Linked DNA regions of Rattus norvegicus: region 2 is linked to region 1. A link is a contact called in public Hi-C data. All regions are on one chromosome and are shown on one strand. The core of a region is the stretch at or near the end of the contact, and the rest is flanking DNA. Distances in the headings are between cores, read along the strand shown.

What was found. A called contact is a pair of places that touch in the nucleus more often than the background predicts.
Region 2: a Hi-C map of prefrontal cortex shows a contact between it and region 1, with 3 times the contacts expected there. The contact joins the enhancer-like site here to the promoter of Unc5a in region 1. A contact is called at or near these places in 2 of 12 Hi-C or Micro-C datasets (frontal cortex and prefrontal cortex).

Annotation. Positions count from the first base shown.
Region 1 is chr17:9,671,181-9,679,127 of GRCr8, reverse strand. Unc5a (unc-5 netrin receptor A) reads left to right here and starts at 3,465. Exons shown (of 16, transcript NM_022206.2): 1 at 3,465-3,778. The coding sequence starts at 3,709.
Region 2 is chr17:9,807,940-9,815,886 of GRCr8, reverse strand. No RefSeq gene overlaps it. Among named protein-coding and RNA genes, the nearest start is that of Tspan17, 20 kb to the left of the region's middle. Within about 2 kb of position 4,141, at least 11 of the 93 cell types and tissues checked have an H3K27ac peak or open chromatin away from gene starts, as enhancers often do. A contact at or near this core is called in prefrontal cortex, where this site is marked.

The DNA.
Region 1 (7,947 bases), core at 2,216-4,715:
AGTCATTAGGGGTGCGATGTCCATGGCCATGGGCTGATTAGAACACCTCTACATATCTGTGAGACCAGGAGCCGTGCTGTCAGTCTGCAGATGCCTTGAGAGCACCTGCAGTATGGGGCGAGGGGAGAATGGTCCAAGTGACCAAGCCAGGGCCTTAAACCCTACTGTCACACCGGCAGCTGAGGTGGAAACATTTGGCCTGGTGGAGAAAGATTCAGGCTTTGTCTTTCGAAATAACGGACCTGTGGGGAGGAGGGATGGTTTGTCCCAGATGGGGAAGCCAATGAGGGCGAAGATTCTTGCTCCCTACAGAAGAGGCATTTCTGGCCCTTAGAGTGGTTCTGGTAAAGTCTCTGTCCTGACCCTAGACTATCAAAAGGGGAGTCTGCATCCCCGAGAGCAGAGGTCCAAGCTCACACAGCTTGGGCCTTAGTCTTAGCAAAATGGGGGGGGGGAGGGAAGGGGTGTCAGGAGCCTTCCTCCCACCAGACCACCCCACCTGAGCTGATTCAGAAACGAAAGGCAGGTGTGACATTGGCAAAGCCATCTCTCCTCTTTCTCCTGGCTTGCCTCTCCTGAGTGCCGCTTAGAAGGGGACAGCTGAGGTGGGGGTCTCAGGGACTTAAAGGGGCTTTCCACAGTAACCAGTAGAGGATAAAGTGCTGGAGGGAGAAAGGCAAATAGAAAAGCCTGGAATGAAGGAACAGCTTGGCTTCTGGGGAAACGGGCCTGGGCACAGCTGCAGCTGTGGGCTGCAGTAAGATCCCACCCCACCGGCAGGCTGTGCTGTGGTAAGACTCCCCCCACCACACGTGCACACACACACACACACACACACACGCACACGCACACGCACACGCACACGCACACACACGGGCAGGCTGTGCACATTACTGAGTGCTGTTCACTAGCTTCAGCTCTGCCCTCCGTGCTCTCTCAGGTAGGGTCCTGGCTGAGGGTAAGAGTAGCAGGTCCTCTTTCACCGAGCCACTGATTGCTGTCAGGTATTTCTCTAGAGTCACCATTTCTCTGTCTCCTTGGTAGCCTGGGCCCTTGAGTGAATATGACCAGGAACAGAAGAGCCACGATGGACAAATGAGAAATAAATCTTTGTTGATTAAAGCCACTGATACTTTGGGGACCATTTGTTACCATGACAAAACTATTCTGACTGCTACACAGGCCTCTCTCTGCTCTAGATGGAAAGAGATGGGGCGGAGAACTGAGGAGAGGAGAATTTCCCAATTCTAATCCCAAAGCAGAGGCTATAGGGGGAAGAAATGTATGGACCATGGGCCCAGAGATTAAACCTCCTGGGCCCCCTCTCAGCCAGCTTAGCAGTTCTAGGATAGGGTTGGTCCTTGCCCAACTCTCTATATAAAGTGGAAATATTGATTTAATGGGGTTCCGTGTACTGCTTACAGCAAATAAACACATTATAGTTCCCTCATATGCATCACGCCCTAATACCCAACCACCTCCCTTCAGTGTCCAAACCCTAAACCCTCCACATTTCTTCCACACTGTGGAAACGGGGTACTAGTAGGATACATGAGAATAGCCTAGACACACAACAAACTGCTTACACACACACACACACACACGCACGCACGCGCGTGCACACACATACACACACACACACACACACACACACACACCAGAGCAGGCAGTAGACAGCTCCACTCTCTAATGTGTACGTATAAAAAGCTGAAGTTGGGGGGTATGGTCATCTGAGTAAACGAGGTTATAAATACACACATGTACTAAAAATCAATTTTGGGGCCACCAGGATGGCTCAGTGAATAATGGGGTTTGCTGCCAAGTCTTACAACCTGACTTTCATCCCCGAGTCTCACTTAAGAAGGAGAGGAATGACTCTCCCAAGCTGTTTTCTGACTTCCACACAGGCATCATGCAATGCACTCACGTCTGCACACACACACACACACACACGCGCGCGCGCGCACACACACACACACACACACACACACCTTTAAAAAAATAAAATAATTTCCCCTAGACAATGGCTTCTATTGAAAACTGGAAAATAAAGCCAATTGGGGTCCCAACTTCCCCCACCAGAGGCACCTGGAACAAGAGAGCCATTTAGATATGATCCTGTGTCCTGTCTCCCTGTCTGCCTGGCCCCGAGGCATATGATCGGTAGGTGCACATCTGGAGCTTTGACTGGGAATAGATATCCGCACACATATGTAAATATGCATATATACACATATATGAGAGCAGGAGAAAGCAAAACATTTTTCATAACCTTCTCTATAAAAAGTGGGAAACAAAAGACAGACCGAGAGAGGGCCTCGTGTCTCAAGAAATATACGAGAGCTCACATCTCTTTGTGGAAGCCAAGACCACTCCTGTGTCGTCTAGCCTGCAGCTCCAATTTATATTATCGATCAGCACTGTAGGCGTTTGAGTTTGTGACCATCTTCACCCTTCTCATTCTCCTCCTGACAGGGAGTGGGACCCTCTCTTTCAGATCCCTCGCCCTGTGCACACCGAAAGCGTTTATTTTCCTTCTTTAGGGCTGCCCTCTGTTTATTTTAGCCAGCTTAGGGAATGGGGGTGGGGAATAGGAGATTCTCCAGCGGTCATTGTGCTGGATCTAGAGACGCCCGTGACTTGCCCAAGGTCACAGAGCCAGAAGACTACGGCACTTCGATTCTACCCCAGGAGTTTGTAGCTCCCCAAACCCTTCTGGTTCCTGCATCACGCCCACGTCTCCAGCGCCGCGCGCGCTCGGGGCGCAAACAACACCACGCGCCTTTCAGACTGCGCTGCGCCCTAAGGTTGTTTCCTTTGGGCCAACGGCGTGGAGGGATTGGGAAAGCCTGAGGCCACGCTGCTGCGCGTGCCCCTGAAGCCCACCAGGTTGTCTTGGTGAGGGCGGATGGTGAGACAGTGGGGGCCTGGCGGCTCTTGCGCGCGGGCTGGGCCCCCGGACCTCTCCTGCAGTCCCCCATCCAAGACGCCCGCCGGCTGCAAACCGCGGCGTACTGACGACCTCGGAGCGCAGCCGGGAGGCAGGGGTGCAAACAGGGACTGCAGCGGAACCTGCCTGGGGCACTCCAGAGTCGAGCTGCTCTCCGCAGGCTGGCGCTGCGCCGGGGTCGCCGCAGCCCGGGGCCCCTCCCGGGCCACCTGTGCGCCGACTGGCGGACCAGGGTGATGCCGGATCCGGAAAAGCAATCCACTCCGGGTTCCAGAGTCTTGTCTCTGTCCCTGGAGACTGAGAGGGGTGGTGGGAGGCCTCCCCGCCCACTACCCCAGCTCCTCCCTGGGGGAGCCTCAGGCGTTGCCCGAAGGGATCCCCAGTGCTGGGGGTGGCCCGCGCTCGCAGCGCCGCCCGGCCCCTCCTCCGCTGCCCCGCCCCGCCTCCGTCCCGCTCCGTCGCTCCAGTCCGGATTTTGCGGCGCCCGCCGGCCCGCTCCCCGGCTGCGGGCTCCGCGCGGCGGCTGGCTCGGTGCGCGGCGCGGCTGGCGCTGCGCTCCGCCCCGGCTGCATTGCTGCGCTCCGGGTGCCCAGGGGAGCCACGCACCGCGTGCGCCCCGCAGCCGGCCGCCCGGAGGCAGCTCCGTCCTCTGGCATGGGCCCCGGGGGCGCCCCGAGGTGGGGCTCTCGGCTGAGGCGCTGACAGCCTCTCTCCCGCCCGCGGGGCCCCGAGTCCTGCCCGCTCGTCCGCCCGCGGCCATGGCCGTCCGGCCCGGCCTGTGGCCAGTGCTCCTGGGCATAGTCCTCGCCGCCTGGCTTCGTGGTTCGGGTGAGTCACGCCGCGCGCGCTCTGGGGAGGCTTGCGGGGGACCGTGCGCGCGAACGCTTAGTTCTGGGGAGGAGGTGGCCGTGACCCGCGCGGCCGACCCGTCTGGGAGCCCCCGGAGGCCAAACTTTGCCGGGCAGGACGCGGGGGCCGCCACTCGCTGCTGCGCAGCTTCCCGGTGCGCTCTCCCGGAAGCCTGGGTTCTGCCAAGTCCAGGAACAGCTGTCAGCGCACGGGGCTGGCGAGTGTAGACGCCCCACGCCTCCGGGTGGGGGAAGTTTACTGGTTTCAGGGCCCCGGAGAATGATCGGGGTGGGGGGGTTGGAATAATCCAGGAAAGACAAGACTTGAAGGACTCAAAGATAGCGGCTTCGGACCATATGCTAGTGCCCAGAAAATGGGGTGTGTGCGGGGCAAGGTTGGGGGTGGGGGTTAAGATAGCTCTTCCAGGTAGGACTGCCCCAAACAGCCACTCACAATTTCTAGGTTGGCACCTGGCCTCTGCCCATGTCTAGAACACAGTGTCCTCCTCTGTCCCCACCACACACGTTTGCACACGCACACACTCAAGCGTGGAGGCATCCAACAGCCCCCAGCTCTTGCAGCCGGCAGTCAATGTACTGGGGCCCCTGTGGTGGCCTGTGGCTCCTGGCCTCTCTGCTAGAGGCGGGAGGGGGGAAAGGAGGGAGAAGGGGAGTTGTTTGCTGTTGGCTGTTGGTTGGCGGGCTCTGAGAACCTCTCAAACTCCTCAGCCCTGCAGTCTCCCGGCTTGTCTTGTTGGCCACCCTAACCAGCCCCTTCATAACCCAGTCTTTTAGCCCACCTCCTTGCGTGAGGGGCCTCGGGGGAAGGCTTTGTCTTCTCTGAAGCCCGCACCTAGGCTGAGTTGTGGGGGGTCCCTAATCTCTGGCCCCTCAGGACTTGGCGCTGAGCTTCTGTGTATTGGGAAGGGTGCCTTAGCAATTCTCTATGCTTGATGCCCCCAGAACCTGCTTGCAAGGAGGTGATTCCCAGGCTGGCAAGGCCACAGTTTATCCTAAGGGTGTGGATTTCTGAACTGCCAATCCAGAAAGATGAGAGCTCCGTCAAGGACCAGATGATTAAGGTCGATGTCTGGTTCCTTGAAGAGTCTCTGCTCACCGCATCCTTCACCCACCACTGCCTCGACTGCCCTCCCCATCCTGCCCCCTAAGTCCTCTGCCTGGTCCCCCCTGCTCTACCTCTCTCCCCTGTCGATGCACACTAAATCTTCACTTTAACAAGCCCTTCTCCCCAGTAGCCTCCCCCTTCAATCCTGACGGACCCTCAGGTTGAGCCTTCTGCCATCGGATGTGTATTCATGTCGTATATACGTTCCTGTTAGAGATGTGAGTTGCAGGACTGGCCAGGGTCATGAGCTGGGGCTGTCAGGGGAGATGCTGCCAGACCCCATATGGGTGCCCAGGAAATGTTTACTGAGTTGGATATGAGTGAGAGGGCTGTGTGGTCAGAGCTGCATTTTGCCCACGTGAGCACGTGGGTGGGAAATGGCATGGACTGGCATGTGTCCCGGGTCATGGAGAGGGAGGACGCCACTGGGGTGGCATGGTGCTATCATGTGTGTGGTCAGATGAGTACTAATAGGCTGAATGCGTGTGGTAGTTGCGTGCTACTGCACCAGTCCAGTGAGCATTACAGATAGGGGTGACAGACACTTGTAGGTGAGGGCACCAAAACCAGGAATGAAGGGTTGCACCTCAAGAAGCCGTGGATTGGGAGAGCTGCATTGCCCATCGGCAGGACACCTGTTGGGGCCTGGCCTGGGGGTTTCCCAGGGCTGAGAGGTGGGCACCAGTGTCTCAGGGCTACCTGGATCAGAGCCTGTTTCTGGCATTAACTCTCTTGCTGTGGGATGGGGAGCTGCTGAAAGGTATGGGGGTAAGAGTGGGCCCACTTCTCAAAGAGAACCCATCTTGCCCTCCCTGCTCCGGCTCTGGACATGTGTGGACAGATACCTAGGTAGGCTGCCCCTGCCACGACCCTACACACCTGACTTGCTCATCGGTTCCTTGGCAACAGCATCTGGTGGAAAATGTGTCTGTGAGTGGCTGGGGAAAAATGGTCAGCCAGGCAGGCTTTCGGGGTACGGTGCAATGTGTGTGTGCGCGTCTGTGTGTGCGCATGCATGTGCGAGAGTGTGTGTGTGTGTGTGTGTATGTATGCACCTCTCTTTGTGTGTGTATGTGCATGCGCATGTGCATGCGTGTGTGCATGTGTGTGTGTATGTATGCACCTCTCTTTGTGTGTGTGTGTGTATGTATGCACCTCTCTGTGTGTGTGTATGTGCATGTGTGTGTGCATGTGTGTGTGTATGTATGCACCTCTCTTTGTGTGTGTATGTGCATGCGTGTGTGCATGTGTGTGTATGTATGCACTTCTCTTTGTGTGTGTGTATGTGCATGCGCATGTGCATGTGTGTGTGTATGCACTTCTCTTTGTGTGTGTGTGTGTGTGTGTGTGTGTGTGTGTGTGTGTGTGTGTGTGTGTATGGTGGGGGTGGCTTAGGACTGCTGAGCCAGTGCAGACTCTGCCCTCCAGGGCAAGCATCTACATCACACAGTGTCACACACTACCACTCACAAAAATCATCCCTCAGCACAAATGCACCTGGGCATAGCCCTGTCTATGCCTGCACACACAGACACCCACCTGCTGTGCCAGATTGTCCCTTTTATACTCTGCCAGTCACACAGCCAGCACATACAACTCCTTACCCTTCGTGTCTTCTTGTCTTGGGTACCCCCTAGACTGTACCGTGCCTAGGGAGGAGAGGCATGGAGGCCAGGCTCTCCTGGAAAGTGCCAGCTGAGGGGCACCAGGCTGTAACATTGCCCTTGTCCCTCCTCTTCCGCCCATCCCTGCTCCCATCACCAGGGCTGCTGGACTTTCTGCCCACCCCCACTCTAGGCTGACAGGACTGTGGAAGAGACCCTCACTCTGGGGCAGAGAGCACCACATTCTTGCTTCTTGCACATGGGGTAGCTGCTTTTGGTGCTGTAGGAGAGGGCTGATTCTATCCCTAGCCTGTTTGTCCCCCCCCACTGCACCCCCTTGCCCATGTTGGAAAAGGCTTTCTTCCAGGAGGCCAGGATTAGTATGGACTCAAGGGGCAAAAACTCCAACCCAGAGGCCCGGGGCCTGGAAACAGCTACCTTTGACCCCTGTCACATTACTTTTCCTGCCTGATGCTGCCACAAGTCTCAGGCTTGCAGGATTAAGCTATAACTTGGGGTACACAGCCCTTTCAGTCGAAGGCCCCAATGCTGCCACCTAGGAACCCCTTCTGTGCGCACGAGCGCCAGGCCCTCTCATTACCAAGCCACCAGGTTTCCATTGTCCCCTCTTTCCAGGGACCCTGTCATTGCTGCCATCCCTCACCCCAGCCTGGAGGGGGTGGGAACTTTACTATCTCCCTTGGCTTTCCCCTCTCCTTCATGCTTCACATCTAATCTGTCACCAAGTCATCAAGCACAGTGTTACTTGTGACATTGCTGTGTCCCTAGCCTTCTTTGCTTCCTCCCATCCCCACCTCCTTTATCTCCCACCTGGCTCACCATAATGGCCATCCCCCACTGGTTCCCTCTTCTCCGCTGAAGGTCTCTGGAAGCCTAATGTGTGGCTGTCCGGGGCCTGCAGGTAGAGCCTTAGCCTTGGTCTGGGATGGGCTTGGGAAGGATGAAGGAAACACCTGACCGATGCACCCAGAGGTCAGCTCCATCACTGGGCATGGCCTGCTTGCTGCTGGGCTTGGCTCTACCAGACTAGCTGTTTCCAGACTTGCAGGATGTGGTGCCACCTGGCCTTGACAGCTCCCTGCTTGGCATCCTAGCTCCTTGGCTTTGTTCTGATCCTGGCCCGGCCACTTTATTGCTGGTAGTCTCTCAACCTATCCAGCCTTGAGCTGGAGATCTCCCCCGCAAAGCTCCCCCAGTCCCTCCTCCACCGGGCTCCATGATGTGCTCTGGGTGAGCTAAAGGAAGCCTCTGGTCCTGACGGTTCCTTCTCCAGTGCCTCCCCAGTATCACCATTGCCTGCGACACTATAGACCCTGCTCCCTGCCCCTGCCATGCTCCGAATCACTGCCAGCCAACTGTTTCATGCTTTTCTTCCTGTTCTTGGTAGGAGTTTGGGCC
Region 2 (7,947 bases), core at 2,892-5,391, 140 kb before region 1:
AGATTCTTTTGTTTAGTCATTCAACAAGCACATGTTTGTTTGTCTATTTAGATTTCTCAAGACAGGGTTTCTCTGTGTAACAGCCCTGGCTGCCCTGCGTCATTCTTTGTAGACCAGGCTGGTCTCAAACTCACAGAGAACTGTCTGCCTCTGCCTCCTGAGTGCTGGGATTAAAGGCGTGCGCCATCACTCCCAGGTCTCAACAAGCTATGTATTCGGTGCTTACAGTGAGCCAGGCGCTGGTAGACATGAGGTGGCCAAGATCATTCCCTGTGGGAGAGGAGAAATATAGGACTGAATACTCAGAAGAACTTTTGGGTTGATGACAGACACTACGACACTACTGAAAAAGGAACTTGGGAGGTGTATGCGTGCTGAGACCTGAATAATGACCAAGAGAACATTTCAAAGAAGACAGACAGGAGGTAGCGATGGGCTGGGTTCATTCGAGAGAACAGAAAGTGTGTGTGTGTGTGTGTGTGTGTCTCTGTGTGTGTGTGTGTGTCTGTGTGTGTGTGTCTGTACATGCCCATGCAGGCTACAACTGCACAATGATCAATAAGGAAGAGATAAGACCAGAAATTGGTTGAAATAAAGCAAGGACATTCATAGTGAAGGTCAAAAGCCCTGTTGACAGGCCTAAGGGGTCACATCCTTCTCCTGATGTGATGCTGGCCAATCACAAAGGCAGAAAACGTCATCAGGCTCAGCTGGGCCTGAAAAACCCCAGGGAAGTCAGGCTCAGGAGAATGAGTGCCCTCCCCAGCATCTATTCTCCCCTACAACAAGGATCTCAGCACCCCTAAACTGTCAGTGTCTTTAGTGGTTAGAGAAAGACATGCGGGGACATTTGGGCTAGCCTTAGCCAAATTTAGAGGGCTAGCCTCAGCCAGCTTTAGAGGTCAAAAGGAGTCCTTTCTGACGCCTCACAGAAGAAGTCAGCTTGCAGGCATGCACACACAGCACAGAATCTCTTCCTTGTCCAGCCCCTCGCTGACTTGTGAGCCCAACTCAGGCAACACTCCTGACAGCCAGAATGCCTATAACGTGTGTTAAAGAGGCGTGATAAAGCCTCGCATTGGAGCCGGCTGCAGTCAGCCTGGCAGACAAGCAGGAGCATTCTAGAACTCTTTCAGGATCTCAGACATAAAACCCACGTATGTTTTTTATGGGCAATTTAAGTGATTTTAAGGGTAATGTTGACTGTTCTCTTGATTTCTGCCATATGCACTGATTTGGCTGTTGAATACCCAAGCTGAGTGCTGTTCTTTGTGGGGCTAAGGATGCCTCAGACCCATTGTGAGCTAGTGTGGGAAACCCAGGGAGAAGCCCTCACGTGGAGGGATCGAAGCAACTCATCCTCCGCTGCTCTCACAGAATGCTGACACGCCAGGGTCTGGCCCAGTGTGCCCTCGGTGCTACACCCCCACTGATGCTGGTCTGCTCCTCCTTTTCTTCCTTCCCCCCCTCTTCCTCTCTTCCTCCCTGCCCCCCGTTCTTCCCTCTCTGTCTCCCTTTCCCTCCCCCATCTCTCTCTCTGTCCCTCCCTTCCCTCACCCAGACAGTCTTACTATATAGCCCAGGCTGGCCCGAAGCTTTCGATCCACTTGCTACAATCACAGGTGTGTGCTGCCATGCCCAGCTTCCTCTGGAAGGTTCTGCTTTTTTGATTTTTTTTGTTGTTGTTTTTGTTTTGTTTTGTTTTGTTTTTGCAGGGCTCTGGACTACCAGGGAATCCACCTAAAGCTTGTTTGGCTCATGGTTTCAGAGATTTTCCGCTACAGTCTCCTGGTTCTGGTGTTGCCGGCCTGAGATGGGGTGGCCAGTGGGGACAAGTAATGAAGGCAGCTGCTCACTTTATGACACCCAAGGAGTAGAGAGAGAGGAGGGGTCCAGAGACAAGACAGACACTTCAAAGGCACAGCCCAGTGACCTGCTTCCCCCAGCGGATTAACCCACGGACCAGCCACCACCCTCCTGGTCCTAAGTCATGCCACCAGCTGGTGTCACCTGTGGGGGACATTGTACAACTACGTTGTAACCATCCTACTCAACTATTCCTTCCTGTCCCCCACTGCGTCCGACCCCCCTTTAGACTTCTCCCCAGCCTCGTCTAGAGAAAACTGCAGCCCAGCTCGCCCTCTGTATCACTGGGCTCTGCATCTGTTAACTCGATCAGCCATGGCTCAAAACATTTTGAAAATTATACCTGCACCGAGCATGGTCTGTCATTATTCTCCAAACAATATGTTGTAATAACTACCTACACGGCGTTTGTTAAGTATAATAGCTAATCTGGAGATGATTTAATATGTCTATGGGTGTTACGGTTTGGATGCGAAATGCGTGCCCCAGGCTCGTGTGTGGGAACACTTGGCCCCCAGCTGACGGGGCTGAATTGAATGTTGAGCGCCTACCTGACCGACGGCTGCTGGGGTGGCCTTGAAAGTGACACTGACTTCTGGTCCCTCCTGACCTGTGAGTTGTACCCAGTCTCTGCCCCGTCACCCGCCCCTGCAGCCACGCCTCTCACGTCCTTGTAGACGGATGGTTGCTGAAATGATGAGCCAGAGTCCATCGCTGTCAATGCAGGGCACAGAGACAGAGCTCTACCCGTCAGTCTGAGCACTCGGGGAGCAGAGCAGCAGGGTCAGAGGTGCAGGCCAGAAATGGCTACATAGGGAATGCAAGGCCAGCCTGAGCCACACGAAACCCCGTTTCAAAGAACAAAAACAGCGACAGCAAAAACTCTTCTTCAGATGCTTTTTGTCACAGTGATGAGAAAAGCCATAGAACGGACCAACTCCCAAAAGACGCTCAGGGATAACCCTGTTACTTTTGGATTACAGATCTTAGTGGATTTTGATCTAGAGAAAGCATTCATTAAAGTTTGAGTTATGGGGGGTTGGGGATTTAGCTCAGTGGTAGAGCGCTTGCCTAGGAAGCGCAAGGCCCTGGGTTCGGTCCCCAGCTCAAAAAAAAAAAAAAAAAAGAACCAAAAAAAAAAGTTTGAGTTATGGTTTTTTTCTTTTTTTTCTTTTTTTAAGATTATTTATTATGTACACAGCGTTCTTCTTGCATGTGCACCTGCAGGCCAGAAGAGGGCGCCAGATCCCATTACAGAGGGTTGTGAGCCACCATGTGGTTGCTGGGACTTGACCTTAGGACCTCTGGAAGAGCAGCCAGTGCTCTGAACCGCTGAGCTCTCCCTCCAACCTCCGAGTTACTATTTTTAGAGATAATCCTTTCTTATCATCCAAAAATAAAAAAGAATACCTTTAACCTGATAAAAACCATCTAAAAGACACGTCGTGGAAGACAAACCTGGTAAAAGGCCACTGAAAGACGTCTAGAACAAAACTTTGTTGTTGTTCTCACTGTGTAGCTCTGGCTGTCCCGAAACTCACTCTGTAGACCAGGCTAGTTGCAAACTCACAGAGATCCACCTGCCTCCGCCTCTCAAATGTTAGGATTAAAGGTGTGCACCACTAGGTCTGTCTAACCTTTATTCTCAACACTGGGACGTTAGGATGCGGTGCGGTGCGGTGCGGTGCGGCGCGGTGCGGTTGCGGTTGCGGTGCGGATGTGGGTGTGGTGCGGATGTGGGCGTGGTGTGGTGCGGTTGTGGGCGTGGTGCGGGTGCGGTGCGGATGTGGGTGTGGTGAGGTACGGAGCTGTGAGGTGAGGTGCGGTGCGGTGAGGTGCGGATGCTCACTCTCAGTGCTTCATTGCCAACACAATAACGCAAGAAAATAGATAAGGAGTACGGAGGTTGGAAGGGACAAGGTGAGGGCAGGAGCTATCTTTCCTCTCCTTTCCAACTGAGCCGATACTGAATGCTTATTAAACTGAGTGAAAATTCAGAGGGTCCATAAAGAATGTTCCAAACAGCTTAAGGAGAACCTTTAGGACCAAGAGCCTGAGAAAGTTCACGTATTTGGCAAGTTCAAATGGCTTTGCCAGAATGGTGGGTGACCAGAAGAGAATGGGATGTCAGGAAAGACTTAGGTAGGTTTCAAAGGAATTGGTGTTGGTCTAGAAGGCAGACGAGATGTTCGGGTCGGTGTAATCTCTGTGCTGAGGGGAAGGAGACAGCTGGCTTCCAGATGGAGAACATGGGGCTGGGGCAGAGCCTGTTCTAGCCAGGAGAAGCTGCAGTAATTAGAATTCCGGAGACTTTCCACTCTTTTGCCTGAGTCATATGGACTCAGAGCATCCTACTGTTTTCTACGGGGCTCAAAAATAGAGTCAATTTCCTGTCTCATCCACTTCCTGCCAAGTTTGGATTCGTGGGGTATCTGTGATGTGTTCAGGAAAGTACCAGTGGCTCGTGGGTCGCTGAGTGTCAGGCATCTGCTGCTTCTGCCTGGTCCTAGTGGGTCGCTGAGTGTCAGGCATCTGCTGCTTCTGCCTGGTCTTATCTTTCTCACTGTCTGACTATTCCTTTGTGGATCCCACCCATGTTCTATCACGGCAGGTGCACAGAGCCCACGCTTGCAACAGCATGCTTCAGCTTCCTGGCTGTGGAGAGTGTACGCATGGCCCTTGCTCCACAGTCTTTGCTCAGAAAGACATGCTCCTCCTTGAAGCTCCAGATCTGCCCACAACTGCTTTCCTGCCCATGGTCCTCTGCAAGAATGACATACAGAAAACACAAGATCAGTAAATCATGGCTCAGTGACCACACGTGAGCCTGTAGATCTAACCATATCTGATGGCAGAGCTGTCCCCTCCACACCCCATTTTGTGTTTTGGTTTCTGTCACCTTCAATCAAGAGTCTTGACGAGGGGCCAGAGAGATGGCTCAGCTGTGAGGAGCACTGACTGCTCTTCCAGCACTGACTGGGTTCGATTCCCACCACCTACATGGCAGCTCACAACTGTCCAGAACTTCAGTTACAGGAGATCTGACACCCTCACACCAGTACATATAAAATAAATAATAAAAAAAAAAAGTTTTGACTAAGGTCCGAGAAGATGACTCAAAGCCTGAAGACCTGAGTTTGACTCCCAGAACCCACATGATGGAAGGAGATAGATAACCAACTCTTTTCTTTTCTTTTTTCTTTTCTTTTCTCTTCTTTTCTTTTCTTTGGAGCTGGGGATCGAACCCAGGGACTTGCGCTTGCTAGGCAAGCGCTCTACCACTGAGCTAAATCCCCAACCCCAATAACCAACTATTGAAAGTTGTCCTCTGACCTCTACACACGCTGTAGCACACCCTCCCCTACCCAATAAATACATGCATAAATGTAAAAAACAACAATTAAAAGAGAGTCGGGGCTGGAGAGATGGCTTAGTGGTTAAGAGCACCGACTGCTCTTCCAGAGGTCCTGAGTTCAATTCCCAGCAACCACATGGTGGCTCACAACCATCTGTAATGGGATCTGATGCCCTCTTCTGGTGTGTCTGAAAACAGCTACAGTGTACTCATATATAATAAATAAATAAAATATTTTTTTTAAAAAAGAGAGTCTTGACTGGCGAAATGGGAAAGTGGGAGACCTTGAGGGCTAGGCTGGACGCGCCCTCTCATAAGAAGACGGGTGCGAGCAGAGCTTCCGAGTGGAATTCTCTGTACCTGAGGAGCGAAGGCAGGCCTAAGGTGTGGACTAGGTGCTAGCTTTTGTAAAGTCAAAATTTTGAGGAAGAGTAAAATGCACCCACGTTAAGTACATACTCCAATGCGTTTTATAAATGCTTCCCTCCCCCCCCCCTGACTCCCACCACAATCAGGATGGAGAATATGCGGTCACCCTAAGGTGCCCTGAGGCTCCTCAGCAGAACCTCTGCTCTCCCTCACTTGCCATGTATCACCAGGCTGCTTTCTGCCACCGTGGGTTGACTCTGTTTTCTTTAGAATTAAACATCCAATGGAATCTCTATCTGCCAGTCTCTGGAGCTCAGATTCTGCTAGGCTGTCATCAAAGGCGTTTTAAAAGTTGCACTACTCTTAAGGAGTACATATTTTTTCTCCTGGCCACTATTGTCTAAAAGATCCAACGACTTACATAACATGTACATGAACTATTTACATAATGTATACATTGTATCAGGAATTATGAGTCATCCAGAGGTGACTGGAGCACAGGGGGAGGATGTGAGTCAGCTCTGTGCAAATTCAGACCACTGTCTGCTGGAGCATCCTCCACCTTTTGTGTCTGTTGGGCGGCAGAGACAGTACCCAACCTGCCCTTGTCCGGGGTTAACTTCACAGTTAATCTTCAGAATTTGGATTCCATGTTTTTAAATTTGCCCACCAGCAACAACGTATTTGTAATTCCAAGTCAGTGTCTGCGGTGCTTCTGTGTCCTCTGTGGGCATTTGTTGAATGACGATGTCAGTTGTCTTCGTGTGTGTGTGTGTGTGTGTGTGTGTGTGTGTGTGTGTGTGTGTGTATGTTTCCAGCTGTGGTTGAACCAAACAACTTCTACCTCTAAAGGACAATGCTATAGGCTGGAGGGATGGCTCAGTGGTTAAGAGCACTTAAAGCTCTTGTGAGGACCCAGGTTCAGTTCCCTGCACCCCCATCAGATGGCCCATAATACTCTGTCACTCCAGTTCCAAGGGAAACAGGTTCTGGCCTCTGAGGCACCTTGCATACATGTGAAACACTTGCATGCATGCAAGCAGACCGACACATAAAAACGAACAAACAGGGGGGCTGGAGAGATGGCTCAGTGGTTAAGAGCACTGACTACTCTTCCAGAGGCCCTGAGTTCAATTCCCAGCAACCACATGGTGGCTCACAACCATCTGTAAAGGGTATCTGATGCCCTTTTCTGGGGTATCTGAAGACAGCAACAGTGTACTAATATAAATAAAATCAATAAATCTTTAACCCCTCCCCCCAACAAACGAACAAACGATCTTTAAAAGTTACACAAAAAGTAACTTTCAAGGGAACAGTAACTTTGTAATGAGATGAATACTTTTTTTTTTTTTTTTTTTTTTTTTTTGGTTCTTTTTTTTCGGAGCTGGGGACTGAACCCAGGGCCTTGCGCTTCCTAGGCAAGCGCTCTACCACTGAGCTAAATCCCCAACCCCATGAGATGAATACTTAATAACTCCAAACAGAGTCGCCCTTTGTTTTAACAATTTACTTAGCTACCTTTTTAGCTTTTTGGTGCTTTTTCTTGGCAATTTCCCTGGTTTAAATAGCCTACCGCATAAGGCAGAAATGCTGGCAAGTGTTCCTATTCAGAGAAAGAAGCTTGCTTTGTGTCTCATAGAGAACTATGCATGTTAAATAAACGGGTGTGACCCATGATGCTTTGGGACAGGAGTTCAATGCCAAGTCCCTCCCTCCCCCTCTGTCTCTCTCTGTCTCTCTCATTCATACACACACACACAAACACACACACACACACACACACACACACACACGAAAGTGTTGTGCCTTTCAACAGAAAACGCACACCTCTAAGTTATATACGGATCAATTGACAAAATGTAACCAGAGGCCCGCAGCAGCCTAACCCCATTTTCTCTAGCAGTAATGGATCCTTTGTACCTGCAATTTGTGTCTCCAAGACTTCAAAGGTAGTTATTACAAAAAGTGGGACATGACTATTCATGAATTCACCACTTTCAAGTTTCCGTGCTTGCATGGTGCTCCCAGGAGCCCCAGAAGCATGCTCCTTGGCTATTAGCAATGGCTGTGGGGCTTGTCTCTTTATTTATCCACCATTGGTGGAGCACTTGAGTTGTTTGGGCAATTTCAAAATGCTGCTCTTAACTCTTGTGTACAAACCGTTGTGTGGACATATGTTTTCCCTTCTAGTCTGTGTGTTTTCGTATGAGTGAACGGAGTATTTGTTTAATCCTTACTACTGGGTGACATAGCCTCATTTAATGTACCTGGTAGAGCTTAGAGTTTTAGGGGTATGATGGATGTCACACAGTCCTGAGCTTCCTTGTTCAGTCAGTCCTGTAGAGACAAGGGAA